7 separate regions of the Mus musculus genome follow, and regions 1, 2, 3, 4, 5 and 6 are each linked to region 7. A link is a contact called in public ChIA-PET, Hi-C and HiChIP or PLAC-seq data. All regions are on one chromosome and are shown on one strand. The core of a region is the stretch at or near the end of the contact, and the rest is flanking DNA. Distances in the headings are between cores, read along the strand shown.

Region 1 (2,700 bases), core at 188-2,687, 290 kb after region 7:
TACAGAGTGAGTCCCAGGACAGCCAGGGCTACACAGAGAAACCCTGTCTCGAAAACAAAACAAAACAAAAACAAACAAACAAACAACAAAAAAAAACCTTGTATATTGCAAATGGAGCCAGGACATAGAGGGGTGGATCATAAAGGCAGGAAAGGGGTATGTGAAATAAAATGTTGCTTGGATATTCATCAAAAGCTGGCATAAGAGACCTAAAGAGAACTTGATAGAGAACTTTTGCACGTCACTCTAGACTTTTGGATGCCAGTGGCCAGCTTTGGCTGAGTGCTGCTACACTCACACAGTTTCTCAAAGCTTCTTGGAGGTTTCTAGGTTATATGGTCTTTGCTGAAAATTACAAAATCCAAAAGAAGCAGCTGAAGACCAGGAAAGGGAAGTAACTTACAGCCAAGTACATAAAGCTCCCTAACGAGAGAGCAGAGCCAAGACTCCAGCCTTGTACTACCTGACTCCAGAGCCTGTGTTGTGGTTCTCATCACACACAAGCCTCACCAGTTCAAATCTGCTGTCCTTTCTCCATAATCTGCACCAATCACTTTATGTAGTTTTGTGTATATGAACATGGTCAACATCAGTAGTCACTCTGCTTTATATTTCGAGACAATGGAGCTTGCTGATTCTTCTAGTCTGGCTGGCCAGCAAGCCTCAGGGACTGTGCCTCCCTCCCACTTTGGGATTCGAGCTGTACACCCATGTACCTGGCCTTTCTTACCTTGAATTCTGACATCCAAAAAGGCCCTCCAGCTTGCACAGCAAACAGTTTACTGACTGAGCCAACTCCCCTGCCCTTTTTATATATTTTCATATCATACACGTACTGTATAAAAAGTCAATAGAATCCATTGCATTTAGGCAGTTCTTTGGGCTGATAGTGCACATATTCAGCTACCTCTGGGCTTATAGTATATGAATAACTATTCGCTCTACAATCTATTCAATGTTCCTGAGTTCCTACACCAAGCCAAGCATTGTGCTGCATGCCTCAGAAAGTCACAGCCCACTGGAAGAGATCCCATTAAAATGAAAATAAGCGCTTGGTTTCCCGTGGTACAGTAAGGCATAACCAAGAGATTAGAGCTTGCTTATTGAGCTGCAATCCAAAACCACATTATTGAGCTATAATTTCCTATTTGATTGACATGAAAGGACTGAGCAACTGGCCCAAGGTCAAGTCTCCAGTCAGTAGCAGTTCATTTCACTTATTTTATTGTCTCTGACATACCATGTTCTCAAGATCTGCTCTCTCTTAATAGTCTTATGTAATGTTCAAAACATATTTTATGTTTTACAGACATTTTAAAAAATTTAAGGCCAAAGAAGCAAATGTGTCAGCATTCATGTTGGGCTAGAACACATTTTGGCTGCCAACTCTCAGGACAGCAGAGCTCCTCCAAGGTCTGGCTTCCCCCCAAGCCTGTTTCCAGGCTATGGAAGCCGTTAATTCTGCCCTAAATGCATGCTGTCTCCTCATCTCCTCTGTAGCCTTCTAGCTGGGCTGAGACTTAATTGGTTTGGGTTGGATAATTCATAGTGCCTCATTAGGGCATCAAAACACATACTAGGCTCTCTAGTAATTTTCTCCCCTGAAAGAACATTGATTGGCTCCTTCACTGGGAAAAGAATTAGCTAAAGGATTCTTGGGTTTGTGAAGAAAAAAAAAAAAAAAAGAGAGAAAGAGAAAAGAAAGAGTCCACAACAGATAATTTCAAAGTGTATTGTGCAATCAGATTTCTTTGAGGCTATCTGTCGATCAGGTACCTCTGCTCTTGCAAAAGATAAAAATTAAAAAAAAAAAAATTCTCAAACCACACCAAGGGTAGCTACCAGTTAACTTGCAGAATTTATAGAAAAACTGGCTGTTCTAAAGTTCCCACTTGCTGGCTTCCCACTGTTTTCTCTTGCCTGGAGATACTCTTTATTAACACACTAAGAGGGAAACCCTGAAAGATGGCTTCTTTGCACATCTGACCGGCTGGCTACTCCACCTCCCACTCTCCCACTGTAACAGGTTAGGGCAGTGTCCCCTCCCCTCCCACTCCTCCTTAAGCAAGAAAGCATGCTAACTGTGAATACCTATGGTTCTTGGCTCTGCTGCTTCTCTGACTACGAGAGCCCACTTCGGATGGATGGATGGATGTTCTGCAGCAGGCAGAGGGATTGTGCAACCAAATAGCCCAGCTCCAGCCAGGTGTGGTGATACATACCTATAATTGCAGCACTCAGGACACTGAAGCAAGAGGATCTTCAAGGTGAGCCTGTACTACTTGAGTCTTAGGTTAGCCTCAGAAATGTACAAAGACTCTGTCTCACAAAAGAAAAAAACAAACAAACATTTCTTCTTTCTCACCTCTGAGTTGGAATAAGCCTGAGCTATGTATGGGTTTTGTTTTGGACTTTTAAAGACTTATTTATTTTATTTTATGGGCATGGGTATTTTGCCTGCATGCACATTTATGTGTACCATGTATATGCCTGGTGCCATACATGATCCCCTAGAACTGGAGTTACAGATAATGTGAGCTACCATATGGGTGCTAAAAATTGAACACAGGGCCTCTAGAGGTACAGTAAGTGCTCTTAAACACTGAGCCACCTCTCCAGCCCCTGACTTGTGTCTTACCCTCTCTCCCAGAGAGTCTAGGAAGAATGAATAAGAACATCTGGGTAATGTAATCTTTGTTA
Region 2 (2,700 bases), core at 32-2,531, 270 kb after region 7:
TGTTATTTCCATTCAGTATGTTAAATTTACTAGGGCAGCTAATTTGTCAAAAAGTCTTTTTCAGTATATGTTACAGAATTGGATGGCTGAATTTAAACAGATCCTTCGGGAATTGAGACTTCAGGTCAACTCCACGCGCTTGGACCTGTCGCTGACCAAAGGATTACCCAATTGGATCTCCTCAGCATTTTCTTTCTTTAAAAAAATGGGTGGGATTAATATTATTTGGAGATACACTTTGCTGTGGATTAGTGTTGCTTCTTTGATTGGTCTGTAAGCTTAAGGCCTAAACTAAGAGAGACAAGGTGGTTATTGCCCAGGCGCTTGCAGGACTAGAACATGGAGCTTCCCCTGATATATCTATGCTTAGGCAATAGGTCGCTGGCCACTCAGCTCTTATATCTCACGAGGCTAGTCTCATTGCACGAGATAGAGTGAGTGTGCTTCAGCAGCCCGAGAGAGTTGCAAGGCTAAGCACTGCAATGGAAAGGCTCTGCGGCATATATGAGCCTATTCTAGGGAGACATGTCATCTTTCATGAAGGTTCAGTGTCCTAGTTCCCTTCCCCCAGGCAAAACGACACGGGAGCAGGTCAGGGTTGCTCTGGGTAAAAGCCTGTAAGCCTAAGAGCTAATCCTGTACATGGCTCCTTTACCTACACACTGGGGATTTGACCTCTATCTCCACTCTCATTAATATGGGTGGCCTATTTGCTCTTATTAAAAGAAAAAGGGGGAACTGTGGGAAGCCGCCCCCACATTCGCCGTCACAAGATGGCGCTGACATCCTGTGTTCTAAGTTGGTAAACAAATAATTTGCGCATGAGCCAAGGGTATTTACGACTACTTGTACTCTGTTTTTCCCGTGAACGTCAGCTCGGCCATGGGCTGCAGCCAATCAGGGAGTGATGCGTCCTAGGCAATTGTTGTTCTCTTTTAAATAGAAGGGGTTTCGTTTTTCTCTCTCTCTTGCTTCTTACACTCTGGCCCCAAAAAGATGTAAGCAATAAAGCTTTGCCGTAGAAGATTCTGGTTGTTGTGTTCTTCCTGGCCGGTCGTGAGAACGCGACGAATAACAGGATTATATACCCCAAGAACCTGCCCTAGTTACCTACTTCCTTCAGCTATACCCCAGTTCCCATGTTTCTACAACCTCTCAAAAATAACACCTGTGAACTAGGGACTAATGTCTTGAGACCCAGCCTCTAGAAGATAAGATTCAAACTACAACATGGTTGTGGTGCTCATGGGTGCTCATCATCAAGGGAAGAGCCGACGACACATCAAAAAGTATCAAAAAGCAGAACCAAGGCCAGAAGGAACTGGGTGGAGGTTAAGAGGGTGGCAGACTCTAAGAAATCAGAATGTAATGTAGAAGAAGATTGTATTGGGTGTGACTGCTCCAGCTACTGCCCCTAGAACCCATAGCCAGAGGAGCTTCCCACAGGCCTAAAGGTAGGAATAGTGAGCTGTTGGCTATTCTATCCCTATTTACCATATTAATTCTCCCTGGGAGAGAAGGAAATGCAGGCCACTCCTAGAAATTGCAGAAGAGCTCCTCCAAAGTCTACAAAATGCTCTGAAGACTCGGGGAACATTGCAGAAGTGGTAAGGGGGTGTAAGAGCCAGAGGCTCAGGAAATGGTGAGACTGAATTCCCTACCACCTACACCCATAAAATCTCACCAATGTGACTGCCCGAACATGAGCTAAACCAAAGATGCACTGAAAAGCAGGCCAAAATGAATGGAGAAAAGCCCTCAAGGACTCAACCCTACACAGAGAACCACAGGCTACTGAGTAAATCTGTGGAGCAAGAGAGATGGTCCTTCCCATGGAAGAACACACCAAGTGGTTATCCAATGCCAAATGATCTGCCCTAAAACATATATACAAACATTATTATATGGAATCAACAGGTTATATCTAGGAATGTATGTGCATATATGTACAAATATCCAACAACAATGAAAAAAGAGGCTATGAACTTGAAGGAGACTGGAGAGGGGTATATGGGAGGACTTAGAGGCATAAGGGAAGGAATAAACATTGTAATTAAATCACAATCTCAAAAATCAACAGCCACAACAAAAACCACCAACAAACAGAAATCAACTGGAAAATCAATGAGTGCAATTGCTGACACTTGCATTTTGCAAAACATCCAAGACTAAGTATCTGTCAATGTGTATGCAGTTTCACACATTCACACACATAATAAGGGGTGCTGGGGGCTCCTAGATCTGGGTATGGCTTGTGAAGAGTCAGGGATCCAGGAAGTCATGTGCCACACTATACAGGTGAGTAGATGAACAAGAGGCACCACAGGATCAGAAACCCACAGGCATCGCTAGTGACCTCCATAAAAGGCCCCAGTCCCCAATGGTCACTTTTCAGATACACCAACCCCTCCTGCAGCATCTCTAGCAATCCACTTCCGACTGCCTTTTTATGACTTAACAACACAGTTTTTCCTCGAATTTTATGGCATTTCATTAAAGCCGCCAGAAGGTGATACTGCCCCTTTTTCTAGGAGTGAAATAAATTCCAGTTTTATCGCTTCTGGAAATGCCGGAGCAGCTGTCAGGACATTTGATAGATTTTCTCAATTACATCTCTTGTGGAGCATTTTATACTTACATCTGCACCTCAGCCCCACGCGGAACATGCGCAGCTTTGCTCCTCTCTCTTGTGTCTTGTGC
Region 3 (2,700 bases), core at 173-2,672, 300 kb before region 7:
CCTCTTGAGTAGAGTTGTCCACATTGACTTAATACATAAATGCTACACATGAGAAATATTCCTATGCTCTATTTTAGACTGTATATTGCTGATGACAGGACAAACAGGGATTATCATATTTAGTGAAGTACAGGGAAATAAATGTGACCACTAATTAGGGCCCAGCTTATGGTGCTGTTACAGAGAACAATTTGTGAGCTTAAATTCTATTCAATATCGTGATCACATATATCATTAAGGGAAGATGATGGCTGAGCTGGGCTCTTTGTTAGTCCGTAAAATGAAAACATTCTCTAAAAGTTAAAACCTCCTATCTGCTGACAGGCACTAATGGCTCTGGGGCTGACGTGTTAGCTTAGTTCAAGTATTTCATAGATGATTAGAGTTAATGAGCAAAGTGTAAGCAGGACTCGACTTAATGAATGTGCTAATTGTTTTTCTTGCTGCAAATATTAGTGCTTCTTTTAACCATAATATACAGAAGATTAGGAGCCAATTCATTATACTTTGTCTAATGAGTTATATTTATACGATATAATGGCATTGTTAAATTCACACAGTACCCTTCTTAATATTCACAGCACTTTACTAGCGTGTGCTATTTTAAGCTCAAAGCAGTCCTTTGTCAGTCGGGAAGGCAGGAATAACTGTGCCTATTTTACCCTGCTTGTTATGAGCCCAGACTCTGAATTCACACTGCCTCGGTTGGAGAACCAGCTCAGCTTGCCTACCAACTGTGTGACCTCTGAAAAGCTCCTGAACTCTCCGTGTCTCCATTGTCTCACTCGCAGAGAAGGTGGGGCTGGTAGCCGTGTTGTGGACTATTGAAGGATTTGGTGAATTGAAGCCTGTGAAGCATTTAAACTCTTCCTGGGAACAGCCTAGCCCTATAAGCATATAGGCATTATTTTCGATTACAGACATCCTTCTGTTCTCCATTCCCCATATAGCACCCAGAACACTCTTTGAAGACTGAGAGACCCTCAGATCCCCTGGCTGTTTGAAACACCTGGGCACATCCTGTAGCAAGGGAAATGAAATCCATATATTGACTTGGGCAAGTGTAATCTGGCCCCACTTAATCCTAAAAGTTACCTCTTTTACCCATTCCTGGATCTGATCTGTTTCTCCAACAGCCATAGCTCATTCCTGGCTCTGACTCCCCTATCTCTCAGGAGCCTCTCAGTCATTGTGGCAGCTGAAGGTAGATTCTGGAACACAGGCCTCGTCTCACTTGTACTTGGCTCTTGCCTCTCCTCCCCCTGCCCCCACCCCTCACCCCCAGCTCTGTTAAATAAAAAGTGTGAGTTCTTGTGAACCCCAGGGCTAAGGCCACATTAACTATCAGCTTGTTTTACTCCATTTTGTTCACAGCACATAGCACACAGATAGAAGCAGCTGTGTGCACAGGAGCTCTGATCTGAATACATTTGTAGTGGTGCCTGTCTCAGACTTTCCCCAGCTTTTACGGTGACTCTCATATGCTCACTTAGCCAATAGTTCTTCCAAGTTCAGTGCGTTCCAGGGTTGCCTCTGGGTGTTTTGATTCACCAGTAGGAAGAATCTCTTGGGGTGCTGATATTCAGGTTGGAACAACATTCAGCTCCTGGAAGCTTAGTGAGGAGAGTTGTGGGTATTACAAACAGCAGGTGCCAATCTTCTGTACCGAGGAAACAGCTGCAGAGCTTATTTGAGTGACTGGTGGTGGGGTGGGGGTTGGAATGGCTCAACTAGGGCTGGTGAGCAGGAAAGCATTTAAGTTGATACCAAAGAAGAGTAAGGGTCTGATCAGGCATCTCTCTCTCTCTCTCTCTCTCTCTCATTTTTGTACTAGGGAGAGCAGGTTACAGTCTGGGCTCAGCGCAGGGCTGCAGGGAAGGGGTGAGGATGAACTCTGTGGGGCTTTGTGCAGGGGAGGGACACAATGTGGAGGGAACAGGGATGTCACAGTAAGAGGCATTCTGTCCTTTTGCTGTCTTCTGGGAGTACCCTCAAGTGTTCTATTTAAAGCACGTTGTCATCTATCAAACAAATGAATTATCCTTAGGTGTCCAGTAGGCATTGGCTACAGGACCCCCACAGATAACAAATCAAGCCCCTTATATGAAGTAGCCTGCTGTTTCCATATAGCCAGCGGCATCCTCTCATGTCCAGGTTACTCATAATGCTGGGTACAACATAAACCTACTTAAACAGAATGTACGGTTTAGGGAACAATGACAAGAATGGCCTCTAAATATTCAGTACAGATGCACTTTGAGAAATATTTTCAAGCTGCAGTTGGTTGAATCTGTGACTGTGGAATTAAGAGATACAGAGGGCCATCAACTGTAAGGTGTCTCCTTTAATTCCCAACTTGGAAGGAAATTTTCCAAGCTCACAGTGCCTGCCTAGATAGCAGCTGAGACATTTCTTGTGAAGTATAATTCCATGTTCTGTGTCACTCATTCACTGACCCAACCCAGCTGAGGACCAGGATGGACAGAAGGCAGGCTGGCCAGCACTTAGTGGCCCTGCTCTGCCAAGCAAGGTTAACGATGGCTAAGAAATTACTCATAGTAAGCTTTATCATTTGTCATAGCCACAATAGCAGATGATAGCACTACTGGAAGTTGCTGCAGAGAAAATTGTCCCAATCCTTCAGAAGTCATGAGAGAAGAGTTATGAATTAGAGTCAGAAGTGAGAAGAATGTATTAGCA
Region 4 (2,700 bases), core at 166-2,665, 430 kb after region 7:
AAAAATTAGTATAACTGATATGATAATTTTATAAATTTTCATAACTACATTATTTGTTTTTCCTTCATTTATAAAAACAGAGTAAACAGTTCAGCCAAAATAAGTACTTTTACTTAAAAAAGAAAAAGTGAGGGGGCTGGAGAGATAGCTCAGTGGTTAAGAGGACCCAGGTTCAATTCCCAGCACCTACATGGCAGCTTACAACTGTCTGTAACTCCAGTTTCAGGGGATCTGACACTCTCACACAGTTATACATGCAGTCAAAACACCAATGCATATAAAAAATAATTCAGTAATTTTTTTTTAAAAAGTGAGGTTTGAGAAAATGTCAGTGGATATCTCCAAATCACTGTTGAAATACAGTTTTTGTATTGGTGAATTATTGAATTATTGCTTAAACTATACAAACACTCTTGAATCTATGTTTCCTAGAAGGAAAATAGTCTTCAACCAGTGCTGATATTAAAGGATGTAAAAAGAGTACCAGATGATGAGACTTGCCATCCTATAAAAGATTTTTATAGATCCCACTTCCAGCTTAGTGTTTAATTCCCCACACCCTTTTTGTGGCCACACCTTCACACTTCTTTTTTAATTATAAGTGGGATTCCACTGTATTTAATGTCATTACATTGTAGACAGGCTTCTTTTTACTGCATTAATTCTTTTCATATCCCTCCTAAAAATAGTGTTTCTAGTTTTGTGGTTTTAAAAACAAAAGAAAACAAAACACCAAAATTCTATCCCAGATACCTTTGAACTACTTTTTTTTTGTAAACTGCCTGTTGAGGGTTTCATATTGACTCAGAGTTGCATTTTGCACGATCTCGTGGTGGTCTTGGCAGTTACTTCTCCCAGTGCCTCATGAGCTTGATGACTGTTTTAATACCCATGCTGACAAGTCTGCTGATCTTTTTTCTTTGTCATCTATGTTTTATGGATACTGGTATTTCTAACTTTTTATATTAATTTTTGAAATGGCATTTTATCTTAAATTTAAAGTATTATAAATAATGACATGTTAAATATTGGATACATTTAATAGTATATAATGATTATAAGGATGAATGTCTGTTTTGATTAGTTTTAGAGTTGTTTGGTAAAGCATTGAGATTTCTCTGGTTTATGAGAGATGAGTATAGATACCACTCATGGTAAGTTCATCTTGTCTGGTAATATGTAGGCATTGAGCTATAAGAAGGATACACTATAGAGGTATTCCCTTTTTTCTTGTCCCCAAAATTTAGAAAGGGTTGCTTCCCCAGTTATCTGAAAGCTTAGTAAAATGTGCATTTAACTTCTGCACCTAGGAGTTCTTCTCTCTTGAATCTTGCTGCTGAGAGGTGTTAGAGAACTCCACAGGTATGCAAAACAAGGTCTTAAAAGTTCAAGAGTCCAATATTGACTTATCCAGAATTTTACAATCATAAAAAGTTGCTTTGCTTCTCTCTGTGTGTATAGGTATCGTGTTGTACTCTGCCATGAGTGAGGAGTAGGACACCATGACCTTCGCAGTGTTTGAAGTCTCTGATTAGGCTCTGGCCATATATTTTCCTTTTTACCTCTGTGCCCTACTTGATTTGTCCTGTTACCAGTTACCTTCTAGGGAGCAGCTTACAGTTGCTCTTCTTGCTCTGATAGGAAGAAATGCCTAGAGGGATCTGAAGCCAGACCTCAGGCCTGACTTCACTCCTGCTTTCTACACTCTTTCTGAACCTGGCTGGTGCAGCTTGGGAAAATCAGCTTTGCTGCCTCCTCTGGCCTCCTGGCTAGTAAGGGACCAATCAAGACAGGGACCATTCCTCATTTCCTATTAGGAAGAAACACACAGAGAAGACTTTGTATTTCTTCATTGTTTGTTTTTGTTATTTGAAGTTACTAAGATTTATAGCTAATCAGATTTGAGCAAGTTGAGTAAAAGATCAGCTGCATTCTGTTTTAGCTAGATTTTTAAGTGCATTTGCTAACTTAACCACCACATAGCCTATTCATAACTTGAAGTTTGCCTTTAAAGTCACTCAAGTACAAAGCACTGTAGTGCTCGTAACGATCTTCCATATTATTGTAGGTAACTAAATGACCATGGAATCTGGAGCAGACAACCAGCAGAGTGGAGATGCTGCTGTAACAGAAGCTGAAAATCAACAAATGACAGTTCAAGCCCAGCCACAGATTGCCACATTAGCCCAGGTATAAAAATACATGGAGAGATTCCAAGCTGTATCTCTTTTAAGAGTAATATGTTTCCAAGAGAATTTAATTTTTAATAAACATATACATAGAATGAGTGGAAATTTTCTTTAAAATATCAGAATTCCTGTTCAGTATTAGCATTAGCTTATGTTTAGAAATGAAAGTAATGATAAATTAACATATTAGTAAAATGTATCATTAAACATTAATATAATGTGTGTAGTGACATGATTCAGAAATAATTACTTTTTTGTTAATAAATGAATTGGCCCTCTCAAGGCAATGATGACAACTGCCTTGTTTTTCTTTGTTTGTTTGTTTGTTTGTTTGTTTTTGTTATTTTTGTTTTAAATACCACACAAGCTTATTTTGGGACCTTGAGGTGCAGACGATTTGAAAGTCTAAATTTATATATTCTAATACTAAAATGCAGAGTCAAAGGTCGGTGTGGAACTCAGTCCTAAAGGTGATAACAGCCGTTCTTTCCTGTGCATTTTAAATGCGTTA
Region 5 (2,700 bases), core at 100-2,599, 420 kb before region 7:
TCTCCCTCTGAGTATTTAGATTGCCAATCATGTTTCCTTCATTTTGACCTACAAAACCATTTTCTTAAGCTGCTTAATTAATTGTCAGTCTTGATGTATCATAGGCTCTTAGGTCCTTTTCTGGCACAGTGTGTGTGACTAGAACCTTTGTGCTGGCTAGTCTTGAGTCAAGCCTAGTATGGCTGTACTCTGAGAGGTTTTGCCAGCACCTGATTAAGACAGATGCAGACACTCACAGCCAACCATTTGACTGAGCCTGGGGAACCAAAAGGAAGAGTTAGGGAAAGACTGAAGGAGCTGAAGGGGATTTCAATTCCACAGGAAGAACAATATCACCAACTAATCAGAACCCTCAGAGCTCCCAGGGACTAAACCACCAACCAAAGAGTATACATGGCTGGGTCCATGGCTCCCAATACATATGTGACAGAGGACTGCCTTATCTGGCATCAATGGGAGGGGAGGTGCTTAGTCCTGTGGAGGCTTGTTGCCGCAGTGAACGGGGGATGTTAGAGGGGTGAGGTGGGAGTGGGTGAGTGGGGGGACCACCCTCTTAGAGGCAAAGGGGAGGGAGATGGGATGGGGGGTTGCAGAGGGGAGACTGGGAAGGGGACAACATTTGACATGTAAATAAATAAAATAATAAAACTTTCTTTCTTTGAAACTTGGTGCACATTCTTAGATTAAAAGGAACATTTTTTTTTCTCCTCCCACCTCAGTCTGCAAGCATTCATGGCCTTGGGCTCTTCCTGGTTGTCATCTATGGAGGGGCCAGAGGCCTTTTGATGTTTTAAAACTCAGTGTATTGTCTAAATTCCAGAACAGTATTAAGTTAATTGATGAAATGTCATACCCTCCTACATGTATCTTCTCAACAGTGAGTTAAAAACAGAGATCTCCAAGCTCAGAGATTCAGTCTCTCATTATTTTTAAGTTTCTGAGTTTTGGAATATCTGGGGCAGTGGGTTTAGTTTTTTGTAAGCGATAAAAGGTCCAAAGGTAGCAAAGTAATCTAGATCTCTGTTAATAAAAATTCAGCCTATTCTACACCACATTCTTTTACAAGACACTCTATAATCAAGAATAGTTGGAAAATTTAGGACCAGCTACCAGTCAGTGAGTCATATACAGTTTTGTAGCCCTTTCTAAAGAAAGAAAATTATAGCTCTAGTCTGCCAAAAGAAGGTAGCCACCCAGAGGAGCTGTAAATTTTAAAAATAAAAGAGCTCCAGTTAAAACCAGATGCCCCTTGGACTTATAGAGCCCCCCCCCCCCCGCCACCTCCACTCTGCCCTGGGCTGTGTTTGTTTTGGCTCCATCCTAGGGATTTGGTCATCAGCCAAGCTCTGAATTCCCCAGCCTCACACTCTGCCCACACCTCCACTAAATCCTCCTTGGTCTGAACCAAGAGCCTTCCGCCAGTTTCTTTTTATTAGTTCATTCTGAAAGACAGCAACTGTCTTAGATGGTTAGAAACGGCAGCGATCGGGTCTTAGATCTTTTAAAAATCACCTCTGGTTGGACTTTGATTCCTAGTTAGCCTTTTCTTCCTTATGTGGTATAAACCCGCCAGAGTCAATGTTTCTCTCAGTTATCTTCACCTCCTTGCCTTAGCCCTCTTCCTCCTCAAATGCCAAGTGAACAACAAGACTGAGCTCATTCTCCATCCCACATTCCGTGCTGATGGGAAAAATCACCTCAGCAACTATTTAAAGCCTAAGTAAGCAAAGGAGTAGAATATCGAGAAAAAGAAGAAAACTTTTCAGAGACAATTCGTTATTCCAAATAAAGGCAGCATGAGAAACCTCAGAATAAGTTTTGGAGCACAGCATTGAGTGTTGTCATTCTCACAGAATGGAATGGAGGTACACACTAATATTTGGGATGGATGCCCAGGCTAATATTTGGGGGCACCTTCCACCTCTGCATCCAGGCAGCTGGGCATTGTTTTTAGGGAATCCCACAACCACACACTGGACTCCCTACAAATTTTGATCTCTGACTTCCAAGGAACTCCCCGTACCTTTTCTGAATGGTTTATCCTTTTAAAAAGTAGCTATTTCAAACTCTGCCCTTCTTCATTGTGGTCTCTGAATCTCTGGATCTGGCCTTGTCTCCTGCTTTGTTCTGCACTTTCTTTGCTTGCACAGGTACCTCCATCTGCAATCATTGTCTCTTCCTCCAGACTTAACACTAAACATGTTCCTAGTTTAGGACTGGCCCTGTATTCTGTCCTGAGGACTCATCTACCTACTCTCCTGTAGCTTCATCCCTTTCCTCTCCAGTGGTGGGGAAACATTGACACCCACCTATCCAGACATCCACACATTTCTTTCTATGTTTGAATTCATAAGCAATGTCTATTGAAACCAAGTTGAATACATGAGAGACTACAGGTGAAGTGTCCTTTCTCTAGTCACCTGTGACCTCTTCCTAAAGGTCACCAGAGTTACCATTTTCTAATAAGAAGTAATGATTGCTGATCACTCTATATCCTCATATTTTGCCCAATTCTGTCTTATGCTCAAAGACATGTGTTCATTGCTCAGTAGACATGCTCACTTACAGGATTCCTCAAAACCTTCTTCATCTTCATTTCTATTCTTTACTTCAGAAATGCTTTGCTGGTCATTCTTTTTTTTTTTAAGATTTATTTATTATTTATATGAGTACACTTTAGCTGCCTTCAGACACACCAGA
Region 6 (2,700 bases), core at 48-2,547, 390 kb after region 7:
CCTTCTTCTTCACCTGCTTGCACTTACTTGCCAGCACATCTGTTGGGACCTACTTCTTCAGGATTCCAGTTTAGACAGAAGACCAGTAGAAACACCTACCCTCGTGGGACTGAGTAAGTACTGGATTCTTGGACTTCCCATTCAGTTGCCCATTGTTGGGTTAGTTGGACTGCAGACTGTAAGTCAGTCTAATAATTTCCTTTAATATATAGAGACATTCCATACGTTCTGTAACTCTGGAGAACCCTGATTAGTACAGTGTGTCTCAGGTAAGACTGGAAATTGAAGCAAATTTTAGAAGAAAGTGGGGGAGTTGTCATAGTTACCTTAGGCTGTCAACTTGACATAAACAGAGTAACCCAAGAAGAGAGAACCTCAACTTAGGAATTGACTAGATCAGGTCGACCTGTGGTCATGTGGTCTATGAGACAGTTTCTTAATTGCTGACTAATATAGGAGGTCCATCCCATTGTGGTGTGCCATCTCTAGGCAGGTGGGCATGGGCTATATGAGCAAGATAGTTGAACAAGATAGCAAGGGTGGCAAGCCAGTAAGCAGCATTCCTCGTGGATTCTCCTCTCAAAACCCTGCCCTTGAGTTTCTCTCTTGGGTTCCCTTGATCATAGACTGTAACCTGTAAGCAAAAATAAACCTTCCTTTCTGCAGGATGTATGTAACTTATTTTGGATTTTATAGGAACCTAGTTGAGAGTTGAATTTTTTTTAAAGACTTATTTACTTTATGTATATGAGTACGCTGTAGCTATCTTCAGACACACCAGAAGAGGGCATTGGATTACATTACAGATGGTTGTGAGTCACCATGCGGTTGCTGGGATTTGAACTAGGATGTCTGGAAAAGCAGTCAGTGCTCTTAAACTGCTGAGCCAACTCTCCAGCCCGAGACTTTGAATTTTTAGAGACCTTGAGCTTTTAAGGTGTTGAACTTTTTAAGGACTATGGGGCTTTTAAAACTGGACTATGTTTTATATTGTGTTATTAATATGAGATCTTGTAGTCAAAAAAGAAAAGAAAGGTTATAAAGTTATGTGTTTGCATGTCAAAATTGACAAAGGCTGCAATATCATAGTTAGCTTCAGCTGTCAACTTGACAGAGACCTAGAGTCTCCTAGGATTCACAACTGAAGAATTGCCTAGATCAGTTGGGCCTGTGTCTGTAAGGTATTTACTTAACTACTTACTATTGGAGAGGCCAGTACACTGTCCCTAGGCAGGTGAACCTGGGCTATATAAGAGAAGGAGCTGAACAAGAGATTGACAGCTTCAGTCAGAAGAGTCCTCTGCGGTTTCTGCTTCAACCACAGAGCTCCTGCATTGAGTTCTTGCCCTGGCTTCCTTTGTTAAATGACTGTAACCTATAAATGGAAATAAACCCTTTCCTCCCCAAGTTGGTGTCATCCATGATGTTGTTCATACTGACAGGAAGCAAATTAGGAAGAAGTTAATTCTACAGGTGCTGGGAGAAGGAAGAACTGGAGTGAAGACTCTCTAGCGGAAATACACACTGCATGATTGAGAAACGTCCAAGAGGCCAGGAGGTGTGGAGCAAAGGGTCTGAGAACGCAGAAGGAGGAGAGGCAAGGCGGGAGCCTTATAGGACTTGACCAAGACTGCCGTTTATTCTGCCTGAAGCAGGCAGTGGGAGCATAAGTAGAGGAGAGCCATGGTCTAACTGTTCTGAAATTTATTCCGGTCACTGTGTTGAGAATAGAATTGCTGTGTGGCCAAGCCAAAAGGAGAAAAACCTGTTAAGGGGTAATTATAGGTGAGAGATACTGCTGCTGCCGCCGGCCAAAATAGTATGAACAACGGAAGGCAGATTCTGGATTTTTGGACCTTGCTGGGTTGGGTACGGGGTGTAAGTGATAGAGAAGAGCCAAGAATGATGCCAGAGACTTCTTTCTGAGAGGCTACACACTGGAGTTATCATGAGGACAGAAGATAATGGCAAAAGAATGCAAAGAGAGGTCAGCTCCGAAGATATATACATAAATATAACATTTATACAGACTGAGCAGGATATTTATATATATGTGTGTGTGTATAAACATATATATAACCTATACCTTATATATACATACATATATACCTTATATGTGTGTATGTGTATATGTGTGTGTGTGTGTATGGTATATATGTACATATATATAAGGCATATATATATGTGTGTGTATATATATATATATATATGGTCATACACACACATATATATAAACATATACACATACATATATATGTATATATGTACATATACACATACATACATATATATGTATATATGTACATATACACAGACACAGGTAACATCAATTAAAGAAAAAGAAGCCATGGATTTAAAGGTAAGCAAGATAGGGCTACATAGATGGAGGACTTGGAGAGCACAAAGGGAAGGGGAAAATGGTGTAATTATATTAAAATTTCAAAAATGTTTAAAGAATGCAAATAGCAAGACACGAGCAAAGAATACAAATGTGGTTGCCTGGCAACCTTCCATTGGCACTTTCTGGTAAGATAGAGCAAGCACAAGGAGAGTGGGTGTCTGTGAACTGAAAGAAACTGAGTTCAGCAGAGGGGCACATTTCAGATATGTTCATTGCTTCTTTCCAACACTCCTGATGTAACAGCAACATTGCAACAAGGAAAAAAAAAAAAAAAGGACAGAAACCAAAGTCTCTGCAGC
Region 7 (2,751 bases), core at 172-2,671:
CCGTAGCAGACCCAGCACTTTCCACTGACCAGCACTTTCTTTATTCCACTTCACAAAGCCCAGTGAACTTGTCCCCAGTCAGGCTTCAACCTCCCGGAGATGCCAAGAGAACTTGGCACCGGTACCCTTTAGCATCCTAGGAGTTTTCTTAACTAGTCCTCTAAGACAAAGTAGGGAAGCAAGGAAGCACACACCACCCTTTGTCCAAGGTGGTGCTAACCTGAGAGGCACCCCAAACAAACAAACAAAAAGCAAGGACACAGTACAGGCTGCTCTCTCTGGAGGCATTAGCTAGAGAAACCATACAATACATTGTCAGCCTAAGAGAGACATATCTTCTCATCTTCCTTGTACATATCCTTAAGCATCTTTTGTCACCTGGCTTCTCTTCGTACAGCTCACCTTGTATCTAAAAATCAAGCTCCTATTCTTTATTGACACTCAGTAAATTACTGGGAAAAACACTCCGTGCTTCCCCCCACCCCCCTTGACGGTCTTCAGGACCAGTTGAAATGGATAAAGCTGATTTAAGTACTAAGGTCAGAACTCCTGCATCTAGGAACGTGGTATCCTGTCAACCATTGCTCGACCACCTTCCCACCCGGCTCCTCCAAACCCGAGAAGTTCGCCAGCAATTCTCTGCTAGGGGACAGCGAGCCGACAACGTGTGCGCAAGGATGTGTGTTGGTGACAGAAATGCAGGCAGCTAGGACCGGCTCAGCTCAACACACTAAGGGGCTAGGGGTGGGTGGAGAGGTAAGCGCATATGATTGTTTCACAAAACATTTTAAACAACACACAGCCAAAAAATAAATAAATAAATAAAAAGAAAAAATTAATTAAAAAAATTTCAACTCAAAGCCCACACCAAACGCAGCCCCTGCGTCTCCGCCGCCGCCACACGATTTACACAAGTAATTTAAATCATTCACCTGCTGCCAGGTCTCCTCCAGGGATGGCAAAGCTGAGAAGTAGCCGGTGTCGTGGACAAGTTGTAGCTCCTGGAATATACTATAACTAGCCAACACGTCCATGCTGCTGCTGCCGGGCAAAACCGGAGGAGAAACCCTCCCCCGAGCTCAGCTGGGTCTGTTTGTTTGTCAGTCTGTCTGGCTCACCCCCCAAGAAGGCAGACATCCAGTGGCCCTTTTGTTTTGTTTTGTTTCAGTCAACTAAAAAAAGGAGAGAAAAAAAATCAATGCAGGAGAGAGGGAGAGAGGAGGTGAGAGAGGAGGGAGAGAGAGGAGGTGAGAGAGGAGGTGAGAGAGGAGCGAGTGAGTGGGGTGGATCGGAGAGAGGGATCCAGCGTGTACAGTGCAGATGACTGCCAGGAAAAGGGGACTTCACGGGAGTAACAATTCCCTTCCAGGGCTCTAATCACTCCAGCGCGTGGATCAGGAAGGGGAACGCAAACTCACTGACACGAAGCTGCCATCTATATCTGCAGCGCTGTTCGCTCCTAATGCAATCTTTGCTCTTTATTTTGGGAGGTTGCATTTTTTTTCTCGCGATCGCTTCTCTCCCCCCCCACCCCTTCCCTTCCCTCCCCACCCCCCACCCCATCCTCGCTAGTTTGTAGTCCCCCCCCCTTGTCTCCTCCTCCTGCTCTTCCCCCTCCCCAAACTCCCTCCCTCCGCCCCGTTTTGCGCGCAGCCGTGGGATCTCGGAGGAGGGCGTCCATTAGGCCGCGTGTGACCATGTAAGGTAAACAGGGGGCTCATGAAGTCACTGAGGACCAATGCGGCACTCGGAGAGGACCATGGGGCGGGGCCTGGCCCCGACGGCAGCCGCCGATTGGCGCGCTGCGGATCTCCCTGCTGCCTTACAAGGCGGTACGAGGCAAGCTATTTTTAGAGGGCTATATAAAGGGGTAGAGGAGTCCGCCAGGCGGCCGGGGAGCTTGAGCGCCAGGGAGTGTTGCTGCGACACTTGCGCTGGCTCCTGGGACGCCTAGGCGGCCGGGTTCGGGCTGCGCGCTGGCCTCCGACCCTCGCTGCAGGGCTCGCCCGAGCCGCCGGCGCCCGTACCCAGTGCAGATCCGAGGGGACGGGTTGCCGCGGTGGCCGATCGGGAGGTGCGGTCCCGGTCCTGGGTTAAGATGCCTCCTGCGGGAGCAGCCGGTAGAGCGGCGGCGCAGCGGTCGGGGGCAAGGAGCTCTTTGCACTCGGCCTTCCGCCAAGCATGGGGAAGAAGGGTAGCAAGGGAGAGCCCAGGCTCAGGACAGCGTCACGTACCCCAGACTAAAGCCCAAAAGCCAGTTCCGAATTCCCCACAGGGTGCCGAAATGAAGTGCCAGAGAGGAAGTGCCTCACAATGGCAGAGAACAAAGGCGAGCTGCACGGAGACTAGCTTGCGCCCGCCCCCGACGCTGCACGCTGTCCCCGCCCCGGCCCGCGCGCCTCCGTGCGCGCCGCCGATCGCCTACCGCCCTCCTTTTCCTCTGAACTGAGCCTAAAACCTGGCCAGGAGTCTGGTGTCCAGCATCTAAGCGTGTGCATGAAAGAGAATAGGGGGAGCGTGGGTCGAATTAGGGTGCAGGCTGGAGCGGGGAGCAGTTAGCTAGCAGATCCTTACAAGAGGTTTATCCAGTAACTTCATGGAGCAGGTATGGAGCAGGGCTCTAAAGATCTCAAGATTCTGCAAGCTCAGAAATGGAAACCTGTGCAATGCACGTGGTTAAGAGTTGCCCATTTGTTTGCTTGACCTTAAATGGCTCGTGTGCCTTCTCCAAAATACACCGAAAGCTGGACT

The links. Hi-C and Micro-C count contacts between places; a contact is called where the count stands out from the background. ChIA-PET counts read pairs in DNA pulled down with a chosen protein or histone mark. HiChIP or PLAC-seq counts read pairs in DNA pulled down with a chosen protein or histone mark.
Region 1: a Hi-C map of cerebellar granule neurons shows a contact between it and region 7, with 2.3 times the contacts expected there. The contact joins the enhancer-like site here to the promoter of Klf7 in region 7. A contact is called at or near these places in 6 of 39 promoter capture datasets (HPC-7-derived erythroid cells, embryonic stem cells, frontonasal cranial neural crest and 3 more), 3 of 15 datasets of contacts at CTCF or cohesin (the NIH/3T3 cell line and large pre-B cells), 6 of 484 Hi-C or Micro-C datasets (the 3T3-L1 cell line, the HL-1 cell line, cerebellar granule neurons and 2 more), 28 of 115 datasets of contacts at active chromatin or transcription factors (SST interneurons, acute myeloid leukemia, bone marrow-derived macrophages and 17 more) and 2 of 9 other capture datasets (adipose tissue and embryonic stem cells).
Region 2: an H3K4me3 HiChIP or PLAC-seq map of bone marrow-derived macrophages shows a contact between it and region 7, with 4 times the contacts expected there. The contact joins the enhancer-like site here to the promoter of Klf7 in region 7. A contact is called at or near these places in 1 of 39 promoter capture datasets (liver), 2 of 15 datasets of contacts at CTCF or cohesin (both in the NIH/3T3 cell line), 2 of 484 Hi-C or Micro-C datasets (the N1E-115 cell line and bone marrow-derived macrophages), 19 of 115 datasets of contacts at active chromatin or transcription factors (acute myeloid leukemia, bone marrow-derived macrophages, craniofacial prominence and 11 more) and 1 of 9 other capture datasets (macrophages).
Region 3: an H3K27ac HiChIP or PLAC-seq map of stem cell-derived neural progenitor cells shows a contact between it and region 7. The contact joins the enhancer-like site here to the promoter of Klf7 in region 7. A contact is called at or near these places in 4 of 39 promoter capture datasets (the 3T3-L1 cell line, hippocampal neurons and second pharyngeal arch cranial neural crest) and 11 of 115 datasets of contacts at active chromatin or transcription factors (astrocytes, craniofacial prominence, embryonic basal ganglia and 8 more).
Region 4: a BATF HiChIP or PLAC-seq map of CD8 T cells shows a contact between it and region 7, with 7 read pairs. The contact joins the enhancer-like site here to the promoter of Klf7 in region 7. A contact is called at or near these places in 5 of 39 promoter capture datasets (3T3-L1-derived adipocytes, the C10 cell line, HPC-7-derived erythroid cells and 2 more), 2 of 484 Hi-C or Micro-C datasets (Th1 cells and group 2 innate lymphoid cells), 5 of 115 datasets of contacts at active chromatin or transcription factors (CD8 T cells, bone marrow-derived macrophages, embryonic stem cells and 2 more) and 1 of 9 other capture datasets (adipose tissue).
Region 5: a contact with region 7 is called in an H3K4me3 HiChIP or PLAC-seq map of neural progenitor cells, with 4 times the contacts expected there. The contact joins the enhancer-like site here to the promoter of Klf7 in region 7. A contact is called at or near these places in 5 of 39 promoter capture datasets (the 3T3-L1 cell line, 3T3-L1-derived adipocytes, the C10 cell line and 1 more), 1 of 15 datasets of contacts at CTCF or cohesin (the NIH/3T3 cell line) and 6 of 115 datasets of contacts at active chromatin or transcription factors (bone marrow-derived macrophages, embryonic basal ganglia, embryonic forebrain and 3 more).
Region 6: an RNA polymerase II ChIA-PET map of memory CD8 T cells shows a contact between it and region 7, with 40 read pairs. The contact joins the enhancer-like site here to the promoter of Klf7 in region 7. A contact is called at or near these places in 3 of 39 promoter capture datasets (the 3T3-L1 cell line, hematopoietic stem and progenitor cells and liver), 1 of 484 Hi-C or Micro-C datasets (cerebral cortex) and 6 of 115 datasets of contacts at active chromatin or transcription factors (bone marrow-derived macrophages, differentiating embryonic stem cells, effector CD8 T cells and 3 more).

Annotation. Positions count from the first base shown.
Region 1 is chr1:64,407,939-64,410,638 of GRCm38.p6, forward strand. No RefSeq gene overlaps it. Among named protein-coding and RNA genes, the nearest start is that of Gm36148, 110 kb to the right of the region's middle. Within about 2 kb of position 1,438, at least 23 of the 459 cell types and tissues checked have an H3K27ac peak or open chromatin away from gene starts, as enhancers often do. A contact at or near this core is called in cerebellar granule neurons, cerebellum and embryonic basal ganglia, where this site is marked.
Region 2 is chr1:64,389,115-64,391,814 of GRCm38.p6, forward strand. No RefSeq gene overlaps it. Among named protein-coding and RNA genes, the nearest start is that of Gm35803, 110 kb to the left of the region's middle. Within about 2 kb of position 1,282, at least 3 of the 459 cell types and tissues checked have an H3K27ac peak or open chromatin away from gene starts, as enhancers often do. A contact at or near this core is called in bone marrow-derived macrophages, where this site is marked.
Region 3 is chr1:63,819,384-63,822,083 of GRCm38.p6, forward strand. No RefSeq gene overlaps it. Among named protein-coding and RNA genes, the nearest start is that of 4933402D24Rik, 51 kb to the left of the region's middle. Within about 2 kb of position 1,423, at least 50 of the 459 cell types and tissues checked have an H3K27ac peak or open chromatin away from gene starts, as enhancers often do. A contact at or near this core is called in astrocytes, embryonic basal ganglia, embryonic forebrain and 4 more, where this site is marked.
Region 4 is chr1:64,548,781-64,551,480 of GRCm38.p6, forward strand. Creb1 (cAMP responsive element binding protein 1) reads left to right here. Exons shown (of 9, transcript NM_009952.2): 2 at 2,069-2,190. The coding sequence starts at 2,077. Among named protein-coding and RNA genes, the nearest start is that of Creb1, 17 kb to the left of the region's middle. Within about 2 kb of position 1,416, at least 17 of the 459 cell types and tissues checked have an H3K27ac peak or open chromatin away from gene starts, as enhancers often do. A contact at or near this core is called in CD8 T cells, where this site is marked.
Region 5 is chr1:63,704,617-63,707,316 of GRCm38.p6, forward strand. The region is part of intron 9 of Mdh1b (malate dehydrogenase 1B, NAD (soluble)); the gene reads right to left. Among named protein-coding and RNA genes, the nearest start is that of Dytn, 19 kb to the left of the region's middle. Within about 2 kb of position 1,350, at least 26 of the 459 cell types and tissues checked have an H3K27ac peak or open chromatin away from gene starts, as enhancers often do. A contact at or near this core is called in neural progenitor cells, where this site is marked.
Region 6 is chr1:64,507,349-64,510,048 of GRCm38.p6, forward strand. No RefSeq gene overlaps it. Among named protein-coding and RNA genes, the nearest start is that of Gm36148, 8.1 kb to the right of the region's middle. Within about 2 kb of position 1,298, at least 34 of the 459 cell types and tissues checked have an H3K27ac peak or open chromatin away from gene starts, as enhancers often do. A contact at or near this core is called in effector CD8 T cells and memory CD8 T cells, where this site is marked.
Region 7 is chr1:64,119,968-64,122,718 of GRCm38.p6, forward strand. Klf7 (Kruppel-like factor 7 (ubiquitous)) reads right to left here and starts at 1,422. Exons shown (of 4, transcript NM_033563.2): 1 at 933-1,422. The coding sequence starts at 1,034. Gm35880 (a long non-coding RNA gene) reads left to right here and starts at 1,600. Exons shown (of 3, transcript XR_373464.4): 1 at 1,600-1,704.